3 separate regions of the Mus musculus genome follow, and regions 1 and 3 are each linked to region 2. The links are chromatin contacts, called in public Hi-C and promoter capture Hi-C maps. All regions are on one chromosome and are shown on one strand. The core of a region is the stretch at or near the end of the contact, and the rest is flanking DNA. Distances in the headings are between cores, read along the strand shown.

Region 1 (3,509 bases), core at 472-2,971, 72 kb after region 2:
TTCCTCCTCCCCATCTCCTCTCCTCCTTTCTTCCCCTGCCCCTTTTATCCTCCGACCCCCACTTGTTTTGGAGGCAGGGTCTCACTCTAGCTGAGGCCAATCTGAGACTCATTCTGCAGCCCAGGCTGGCCTTGAACCTACAGTGCAACCAATCCCCTTCCTCCGACCTCCTCAGTACTGACATTACAGGCATGCATGGCCACACCCTGACGCAGCCCGCCCATCTTTGTGTTGTTCTAGCATCATGTCTCTCATTGCCAGAGCTAAGATGGTGTCTAAAAATTGCTCCCGGTTGAAGCCCAAGCAGGTAGGGCCTGCAGGGAACCATCTCTTGGTTGGAAATGCCCAGCTACCTCAGTGTTCCCTCCTCACATCCCTCATGTCTGTTCATCTCCGGGACTGTGAGATTTTAGGAAAGGCAGTCTGAGCAGTGAGGATGAGGAGCCCAGATCTAGCTGGAGTCACCTTAGTGAGGGGTCCTTCCCTGACTCACTTCCCTTCTGGGTGCCTCGTGATAGCCTTCTTTAGAGCTGGTCTCCTCCGTCTGACGGGGAGAAGGGTGTGGTCCGGGCCCCTGGAAGGGAGACTCAAGTTCCTTCTCTGCTTTAAGTTGCTCTTGGAAATGGTCCTGAAAGATGTAGGCTGACTGCCTGATTCATACATTGGTAGTAATGACAGATGGGGCCCCGAGGCCACAGATCTCATGGTCTAACCAGACCTCATCTCCAGGAAAGGAAGAGCGTTGTACTGCTAGGGTTCCTGGGATTGTGACAATTGTGACAGACAAGATGCCCACCAAGGTGCTCTTCACTCAGGCTCTGCTGGTCAGACACCAGAGCTAGAGACAGGGGGTGTGGCCTGGTTTGTCCCAGGGCTATCAGAGAGATATCTGAGGGGTGGCAGCCTTGCCTCTGGGCCCTGGAGAGTGGGTGGTCTTGTCTGTCACCAGCCAGGTCCTCTCAGTGAGGAGAGCAGACACGAGGGAAAGAAGGTATACGGGCCGATGGAGGTAGGGACAGAAGCCAGCTAGCCAGCCCTGGGAACAAAAAGAGAGTATGGAAGCCAGAGGCAGTTAGAGGAGGCCGTGGCAGAGGTGTGCTGGGCACACACAGGGTGGGGCATTGTGCCTCCTCTCCGAGTCTCACTTCACAGCACCCCCACTTCTGGCTCAGAGTATCTGTGGTCAGGATGCACACTTAATGCTGCCTCTGGGTATACTTTGATAGCCACTGTGGTCACTCAAACCTGTATGGCAAAGAGAATGGATAGCATCGAGGTGGCTAAGTGTCCCAGACAACCTGGGTGGGCAGAGCCACACCCTTGGCAATCTGACTCCAGGGGTCCCTTTTCAGAGTCTGACTTTCTAGGGTCAGGAAAACCAGACAATCTTGGATACCCGGAGTTCCCATTAACAGAGATCACAGCTTTCCTTCCAGACCCTCAGCCTGGGGAAGAAGTATAGGCCCTTGGACTCTTGATCAGGGACCATGAGTGCAGTCCCCATATAGATCCTTTAGGCAGGGGCAGGGTCTCAGTCCCTCACTCACCAGGAGCTGTAGATCTGACCAACAAGGCCAAGGTAAGAGCCAAGGCCAGGGCTGGAGCTGACAGCGGGTGTCCCGGGCCGAGAAGCATCGCGGCGGGGCTGGGTGCCTGGACTTGTAAGGCGAAGGAACAGAGCGTGCTGAATCTGGACAGCACCGAGTCGCAAGTCGCAAGTCGCAATTCAAGTCCAAAGTCGAGGGAGCAGGGCTCCTCGCACGGGCTAGGGCGCAAGGGCTGTCCAGTACTTAACTCCGGGGGCGGGGCAGGCGCCAGACCCGCGCTTAGATTTCGGGCGGGGGCTCCCTCTGTCTGCTCCCACCTCCAACTTTCTTAAAGGGGCCGTGCTGGGCTCTTGCTCCTGGTTAGGATTGAAGGACCTTTCCTGCCAAGGCAGACCCATGCCCCATTTTAAGGGTTTGGGACAATGTCTCTTAAGTCTTTAGACCCCCAGAACTCTGTGGACAGGATCTCTTGAGAACGGGAAATAAAAGTGAGAGCTGCCAGCCCTCTTCTGCCCTTGCGGTGATGTAGGGGTTTAGGTGCCTTCAAGGTCACAGGTCCCCGAGGATTCCACTAAAGCAGACCGCTAGGCAGGGCTCTGGGTTTGCCCTTCTCTTTCCACAGACTGTACATTCTCTGCCTGTAAAGACAAGAGGTCTGGATCTTGTGGTGCAGAAGCTCAGCCCTGTGGTAACACATGCTTCAAAACAACCCTGCAAGGTAGGGGCTGAGCACCCTTCCCTTCATTTTGTGGAGGAGGAGCCCAGCTCAGAATCCAAGGTCAAAGGTAGTGCCTGGCCATTTCCTGCCAGGATCCCAGGCCTCCTGACCCCCAAATCTTGGTGTTTTCACTTGCCCCACCACCTCCTGGAAATCTGGCCCTGGATTTAGCTCCTACCTAACAGCTTCAGGCTGGGGCCTTCTCCTCCTGGCTCCTTCCCAGGCAAGAGCCTGCCTAGTCCCAACCAGGAGCTGGAAAAAGCAGAGTTACTGTGGCTTTTCCCCGTGCCTGTGTTTGGCCAGCCCCAGCTGCATTGGGACCTGGCCTGGGTTTTTTCTAGGAGACGCATAGAGGAACACTCCCGTTCCTCTCTTCTTTCACGCATATCCCTCCACTGGGCTCCCTGCTGTGCCCACGTTCCACTGTGCACCCTCTTTCCAATCCTTACCCCTGAGCAGCAACAATCATAGCACAAGTCCAGCGTCTCATGACTTCTGATAGAACCGAGCCCCATTTCGATAGAGAAACTGAGGCTGAGAGGGATTAAAGGGCCTGGGTGAGTTGATCCAGGCGAGGGCAAGCCGAATCATTGAGCCCATGCTCTGTGCTCTTACTACCATGCCTGGTCTGATGTGTTCTTGATCCCAATTCTCCTACTTGACTGGCCTTTAACTACTCCTTTTTTTCCTGTGGTTCAGTTTTTCACTTACAAGTTTGAATTTATAAGCATTAAGTGTTTTAATATGTCTCAAATGCCTACCTTAGGGCCTGGCATACAGTAGGTGTTCAACTCATATCGCCTTTTCTTCTTCCTCTCTCATTCTGCACATCCCAGTACTTCACGGTTTGTATACAACTACTGCACATCCTCCCCTTGATGGAGGGTCTTCTGTGAACCTTTGACTTTCCCCTCCGTAGGCAGTTGCATACAGTAGGTGTTCAATAAGTACCTGTTAAGGTGGACTAAGAAGCTGATTGTTGCTATTCTATGGGGACTTAGACAGACTTAGGAACTATCCAGGCACCCTGGGGAACCTGACACAGTGAGCCTATGCCTTGTTTCTTGTTTTCCTTCTTCTGAGTCAGCACAACACTTGGTCCTCATTAAGGGCCAATTACTGTCCAAATATGGATCCAGGGTTTGGGAGGGGAGGCTTCTTGGAAGGTTGGGGAAGAAGAGTTCTCTCTTTAAGAATGAGAGGGAGGGGAAATGTTTGTCTTTTTATGAATTGGGAACTAGAGA
Region 2 (3,352 bases), core at 595-3,094:
CTAAATTCACACTGTCAGCCTGAGCAGCAAGTGCCTCTCTCCCCATTGAGCTATCTTGCCTGGCTCACTAGCAAGGAAGAGGAAGCACATAAAATCTGAGCCTCATCAGTGCACACTGTAATATTAGCACTGGAGAGGCTGAGACAGGAGGATCACTTCTAGTTCCAGACCAGCTTGAGCTTCAAATCAAAACCGGTCTCAAAAGAGAGAGAGAGAGAGAGAGAGAGAGAGAGAGAGAGAGAGAGAGAAGAAAAATAACCCCTACACAAATACCTTAATCTGCCAGACTCTGAATTCTATTTTGTATTTGGTCTGGGATAAAACTTGGTGCTCTATTTACCAGTTCTATTGCTTTATGGTTTTCCTTTTGCTTCTGCTGCGTTTTTTTTTTTTTTTTTTTTAAAGTCCTAAATTTCTCTGCATAGCCCTGGTTGTCCTCATGTCGACCAGGCTGGCCTGGAACTCAAAGATCTGCCTGCCTTAACCTCCTAACTGCTGGGATTAAAGGCTGTGCCAGCACTACCTCGCCCTTTTGCTTGTTTTTTTTTTTTGGGGGGGGGGGTGTCCTTAACTCTGAAGCCAGGACCTTGAAGAACATCTGTTTTCAGGAACCTCCTGGGTCCCTTCTAACCACTAGCTGGCCAAACTACAGGGCGATCATTTCCTTAGGCAAGCAAACACTCCAGGACTTTAATATGGTATTTCCTGGGGCTGGAATATCAACAGGAAGTCTTGTGGATAAAAGCTCTGCCAAAACATTCATTCCGAGAAAAGGACTGGTTAAGTGACAAATCTGCCCAGCTTGTACAACATCCTGCAACCTCCACGTGAGGCTCCAAAGCCTCACGCCTTCAACCCTTTTCCTGCCCTTAGGCTCTTCAGCTAGCAAGATAATAGATATGGCTATGTAGGACCCTAGGTAAGAAGAACGACCAGACAAAAATGTGCACTTAAACAACGTCGGTGGGACATTTATTGGCATTAGGAAAGGGTTTCTTTAAACGATATAAATATACTGAACTCAAACTCTCCATCCAGACGGTCCTATTTCAAGATGAAAGCAAAGGGGAAGAGGTAACATTCCTGCTTCTACACCACAAAGTTTAAGGCACAAGAAGCTAGCAATCCCCAGTGCGGTACAAAACTGCTTCCCACTGTCTCTCAAGACACAGTCACTTAATTGTCAGTCCAAATTCTAGGAAAAATTCCCAGTACACCGGGGCAATCCTCCCCATCCCCGGTTCAGTGACCTGTAGCTGAGAAGCCAGGACAAGAAGACTCGCTAGGCATCTAGATCAAAGTCATCGCGCTCCTCATTGTACTCCAACACGTGCCGCTTGATCTTGGATGAGTCCACCCAGGTGACAAAGTCCTCCATGCTGCGAGTGACGAGAAAGGCGGGATCAGTGACCACGTCTGGGCCCACGCGGACATGACCCTGCTCCACAAAAGCCACAGCAGCTTGGAGATGCTGCGCCATGCGTAGCTTGAGGAGCAAAGTAGGCAAGCGGCGGCGGCAGAAGGACGAGGCCGAGACGGAGTCGCAGAGTTCCAGTGAGCCGCGCGTGGGCACCAGGCCCATAGCGTACAGCTTGTCCAACAGCGCCGCCGAGGCGCGCACGCGGAATGGGTCGCGTTCCGGCAGGTCGCGCAGGCGCCGCGCCAGCTCGCGCACCGCTCGGCTCAGCTGGTTGTAGCGCGTGTACTCCTCGCGCCGCTGCAGCCGGTACCGCCGCAGCACACGCAGTTCGTGGAGGTTGTGGTCGGTGACTTCCCAGTTTAGGAAGTCCACCTGTTTCAGCAGCTTCTGCTCGTGGAACTTAAGCTTCCGCACCATGATGGAGAATGCGGGAGAAAGGGAATACGTTGAAAATCTAGCGTAATTTCCGCCTCGACGTAGAAAGACCCCGCCTCTAGATCACTGGACCAATCAAAAGATTGGTTAAAGACACGCCCCCGGTTTTTCATTCGTCCAACTCTGGAACTTCCTGTTTTGAAAGGGGAGCGGGGGAGAAAGAATTGCGGAAGGAGAGCCGTGTCCTGCGAATACACTTTTCCTTGCATGCAGTGCGTATGCAACTAGTCTAGTCCAGTGTTGTGTTTTGTTTTTAAATATTTATTCATTTACGTATTTTGTGTATATGATTGCTCTGTCTTCATACCGGAAGAGAGCTTCAGATCCCCTGTTTGTGGTTTTCCTGGGAATTGAACTCTGGACCTTTGGAAGAGCAGTCAAGTGCTCTTAACCGCTGAGCCATCTTGGCAGCACCTAGTTTACTCTCAGAGTTCTGTCTTTGGTGACTGAAGAGAGTCTGCTCCGTCAATAGCTGTAGATGTCAGTTTCCAGAGAGAGAGGTTACTGCCTTTAAAAGAGTTGTCTCATAGTTTTGGTTGTGAGCCTATTATTTAATGGCTGAGCTATCTCTCCAACTCTGGAAAGATGGCTTAGCAGTTAACAGCACGGCTGCTCTTCCGGAGGTCATGAGTTCAAGTCCCATCGCCCACATAGTGGTTCACAACCATCTATAATGTGATCTGATGCTCTTTTCTGACATGCACATGTACATGCAGCTAAGAGCACTGATACACATAAAACAAATCTTTTTTTTTTAAAGCATACACAACTTTAGAAGAGTGGAATGCTAATAAATAAATAAGAGGATTATCTCTGTCAAAAAACGTGATTAGAACTCTGCAAATGTCTCAGTTCCAGTGGTCCCCAGAGTTGACAAATAGTCCCATCCTGGCCAGCATGAGATCTGTCACTGGACTGGCAGTAGTACCAAACAATCAGGATTGGAAGCATTCCTGCCTCTTATTTTTTTGACACAGTTTCCTTAGGTAGCCCAGGTCAGCCATGAATTCACCACAATATAACCAGATTCAATCCAAAAGGATGAGATTATGAGTGAGCATGTGCCACCATGGCTGTCTTACTTTATTTTATTTTTTGAGACAGAATGTCTCTAGTACTATCTGTCCTGGTAATTTTTATATAGACCAGGCTGTCCTTAAACTCAAAGAGATCCATTTACCTCTGCCTCCAAGTGCTGGAGTTAAAGTGTTACTCAGGTATGTCTGGAGATTGTTTCTGCAATCCTCAGTGACTGATGGTACCCATCAATGATGAGAAATTCAGAGTGTAAGTAGGAGTCCTAACCTTCATCTGTAAGAGGTGAACAGTCTGGTAAACAATTCCTGTCTGAAATCACAGAAGCAGAACGAAGGCCAGAAGAATTTCTACTGAGCCCCTACCTGTTGGGGTAACCTCCTGACACACAAACCATATCAGTTATGAAGGTGTGTCTCTCTACTCTCTATTGCTGTAAGTGAGGCTGGCAGGATATATTGT
Region 3 (3,222 bases), core at 580-3,079, 94 kb before region 2:
TATGCTGGAATTCATCCATCTCCAGGGGCCTTTCAGAAGCTAGGCAAGTACTCTACTACTGAGCTACTTACTCAGCCCCAGAAAAAAATCTAATACCAGTTGAGCTACTATAATTACATTAAGTGCTGATTCTGGTTTTAGTTTTGGGGCAGGGTGTTGAGGACTATACCTAGTCCCTTGGGCATGCTGAGCAAGCACTTTGACACTGAGTTACAGCAAATACTATTAGATATTAATAGTGTCTTATGTAGCACTAAGTTAAACTTTGGAACTCATACAATCCTTAAAATACTTATGAGGCACATGGTTCAGTACTATTGTACTCAAGGTGTAGTAAAGAAAGTGTCAGATAAATTGTGGCCTTTTCCTACCCACAGGTTTGTGGACAGTGAAGGCATCGTGTCACAGACTGGTGAGTAGAGAGGGACTGGGTATAGTAAAGGAGGAGACACCACGCGAGATCAGCCCGGAGGATTCTTTGAAGGCAGAAAACTAACTGGCAAAAGCTTGCCAGCAGAGGCCGGAATGTATTATCTAGCTCCAATAAGAAACGACGAGATTGCCTTACCCTTTCCCGGACTTTATCCTTCAAGAGCAGGCTGATGATTGAATAGGGCACTCGGAACCATATGGGTGCTCCTACAATCAGCACTTTCTTCAGTCGAGCTGGAAATGCTCCCTGTGGAGTCAATGTATGAGGAGTTAAAGCCCAGCCATACCTGAAACTGTTCAGGCCCAAAGTATGAGTTCTTGCCACTCTCCCCCATGCATAGGCAACAGAGAAGCCTGACAGCTTAATTCAAAAATAGGGAGGTTGAAAGTGATTAAAAGAAATAAAGAAATTAGAAGCTGACTTACCTTTACAAGTAATGATGTTAAGTTCATGTTAATCATATACTTTATAGGTCAAAAATTATTCTTTTATTTTTTTGTTATTGGTGAGTGGTGACATCTGTGCCACAGTGTGCACACAAGGATCAGTTTCCTGCTTTTGCCTTTATATGGATGGATTCTGGGTATTGAATCACTAGGCTCTTATAGCAAATATACTCACTGAGTCATCTTGTGGCCCTGATGTTTCTGTTTATACTGCACATATCATACAACAGCACACATATTTGCAGCCTACAAAAATTCAGCTTACTAAAACTTAGATTTTTATTTATTTATTATTATATAGCTATCTTCAGATACACCAGAAGAGGGCGTCAGATCTCATTATGGATGGTTGTGAGCCACCATGTGGTTGCTGGGATTTGAACTCGGGACCTTCAGAAGCACAGTCCATGCTCTTAACCACTGAGCCATCTCTCCAGCCCAAAACTTAGATTTTTAATAAGTTGAGGATAAACATTTTACTTTATAATCTTCATCTAGCTCAAAATGTATGTGTGTATATATATACATATAACATTGTCTACCTTTAATCTTTTTTCCATTTGTTCATTTATTAAACCAATACATACAATCTAGGCCAGAGGTGTAACTATGTGTTTAGCATGTACAAAACTTAAATTTGATAACCAACACAATAAAATGCACAAATGGATGTATGCATGCATGCATACATACATACACCCACACACGATCTAGTGTGTACAAGTACAAATGAGGTCTTAGAAAAGTAAATAAACTACTCTTAGAGAGAAAAAAAGAGGTTTATATAAGACATAAAGACAAAAGTATGTAAGACATATAGTGCAGCATATCACTGTTAAGCCACAGTACTTGGCTTCATTCCACTTGTTAACATCCCAGCCTTTCTCAGGGAGGCTTACCATGTAATAAGGAATCAGGGGGCTGGAGGGATGACTCAATCGGTGCATGACTCAAATGACTCAAAAAGTGCATCCCACACAAGTACAGAGAACCTGAGCTCAATCTCCAGTAGGCACATGAAGTCAGCAGCACAAGTGAGACAAAGAGATGGATCCTAAGGCTCAGTGGCCAGAGGCCTAGTCCAGTCAGGTAGCCCTGAGTCCTTGAAAAGACCCTATCTCAATGAACAAGGTTGACAGATCCTAAGGACGCACCTACAGTTGATCCCTGGCCTTACACATACATACATGTACACATGCACACTCATGAATGCATACATCCAAAAATAAATAAATAAGTAGTCCCCAGTAACTGACTAAGCCACACTGTAGCTTTCATTTTTTTGCATTTTGAATAAACTAATCTCAGTTTCATTTTCTAGCCTTTGTTCTTCCCACTCAGTCTTGGCTCTGCTAAATTTGAGGAGTTTACAAACACTCCCTACACAGAATATACAAATCCACAGCCAAGTTCTCCAAAGGCTTCTTCATTCAGACTTAAAAACTACTTTTTTCCCTTCCTTCAAAGATGCAAAACTGTATTTCAGTATAAATACCCAAAGCCCCTTTTAACTGCTTGATCAATTTGGAGAAATCGCTTTTTCTCAGTAAGGCAGAGGACAGCAGGCGTCAAGCCTGGTCTACACAGCAAGCACTGGGCAAGCCTATACTATTTAGGGATCCTGTCTCCTAATAAGACCAAACAGAGATAAGAAGTTATCTCATACAGCCTTGGAACACCTGCCCATTGATAGTGTCCATAGGAAGGCATCTTCCATTATATATTCTTATTTTATTTTATTCTATTCTACTTTATGTTCATTGATGTGAGGGTATTGTATCCCCTGGAACTGGAGTTACAGGCAGCTGTAAGCAGCCAAAGAGCAGCCAGTGCTCATGACCACTAAGACTTTTCTCTACCCCCAATTACATATTCTTTGAAATGTACATATACCCTTTAAGCAATTCAACTTCTAAAAAGCTATCCTAGCAATACAAATGACGTTTTTTTTTTCTTTTTCGAGACAGGGTTTCTCTGTGTAGCCCTGGATGTCCTGGAACTCACTCTGTAGACCAGGTTGGCCTCGAACTCAGAAATCTGCCTGCCTCTGCCTCCCAAGTGCTAGGATTAAAGGCCTGCGCCACCACAGCCCGGTGACTTTTTTTTTTTTTTAGAAAGGATCTCTCTCACTATCTTGCCCCGATTGGCCTGGAATGGGCTATATAGACTAGGCTGGCCTTGAACTCACAGAGATCCACCTGGCTCTGCTGCCTACCCCCAACCCCACTCCCACTCTTCACTTCTCACCCCATGCTAGGACACCTGCCTAAATGCATTTTTTGTTTTGATGTTTTACCTTAGTTAAAGGCAGCGTCTTGCCTATAGTCATCCTGGACTGGTCTG

The links. Promoter capture Hi-C pulls out the DNA fragments that hold promoters and counts their contacts. A called contact is a pair of places that touch in the nucleus more often than the background predicts.
Region 1: a contact with region 2 is called in a promoter capture Hi-C map of embryonic stem cells, with 3 times the contacts expected there. The contact joins the promoter of Cspg4 here to the promoter of Imp3 in region 2. A contact is called at or near these places in 9 of 39 promoter capture datasets (cranial neural crest, embryonic stem cells, epiblast stem cells and 5 more), 2 of 484 Hi-C or Micro-C datasets (muscle stem cells and nephron progenitors), 6 of 115 datasets of contacts at active chromatin or transcription factors (the SCID.adh cell line, embryonic stem cells and pancreatic cancer cells) and 2 of 9 other capture datasets (adipose tissue and pancreatic islet).
Region 3: a contact with region 2 is called in a Hi-C map of bone marrow-derived macrophages, with 48 read pairs. The contact joins the enhancer-like site here to the promoter of Imp3 in region 2. A contact is called at or near these places in 16 of 39 promoter capture datasets (the 3T3-L1 cell line, 3T3-L1-derived adipocytes, the C10 cell line and 11 more), 4 of 15 datasets of contacts at CTCF or cohesin (CD8 T cells, the G1E-ER4 cell line, the NIH/3T3 cell line and 1 more), 39 of 484 Hi-C or Micro-C datasets (the 4T1 cell line, the AML12 cell line, the Ba/F3 cell line and 28 more), 28 of 115 datasets of contacts at active chromatin or transcription factors (the 230-238 cell line, CD8 T cells, the SCID.adh cell line and 18 more) and 3 of 9 other capture datasets (adipose tissue, liver and pancreatic islet).

Annotation. Positions count from the first base shown.
Region 1 is chr9:56,863,316-56,866,824 of GRCm38.p6, reverse strand. It overlaps Cspg4 (chondroitin sulfate proteoglycan 4), which reads right to left and starts at 1,721. Exons shown (of 10, transcript NM_139001.2): 1 at 1,548-1,721. The coding sequence starts at 1,635.
Region 2 is chr9:56,935,992-56,939,343 of GRCm38.p6, reverse strand. Imp3 (IMP3, U3 small nucleolar ribonucleoprotein) reads right to left here and starts at 1,844. Exons shown (of 1, transcript NM_133976.2): 1 at 946-1,844. The coding sequence starts at 1,837. The coding sequence ends at 1,283.
Region 3 is chr9:57,030,563-57,033,784 of GRCm38.p6, reverse strand. Ptpn9 (protein tyrosine phosphatase, non-receptor type 9) reads right to left here. Exons shown (of 13, transcript NM_019651.2): 6 at 569-679. Among named protein-coding and RNA genes, the nearest start is that of Ptpn9, 37 kb to the right of the region's middle. Within about 2 kb of position 1,829, at least 19 of the 459 cell types and tissues checked have an H3K27ac peak or open chromatin away from gene starts, as enhancers often do. A contact at or near this core is called in bone marrow-derived macrophages, where this site is marked.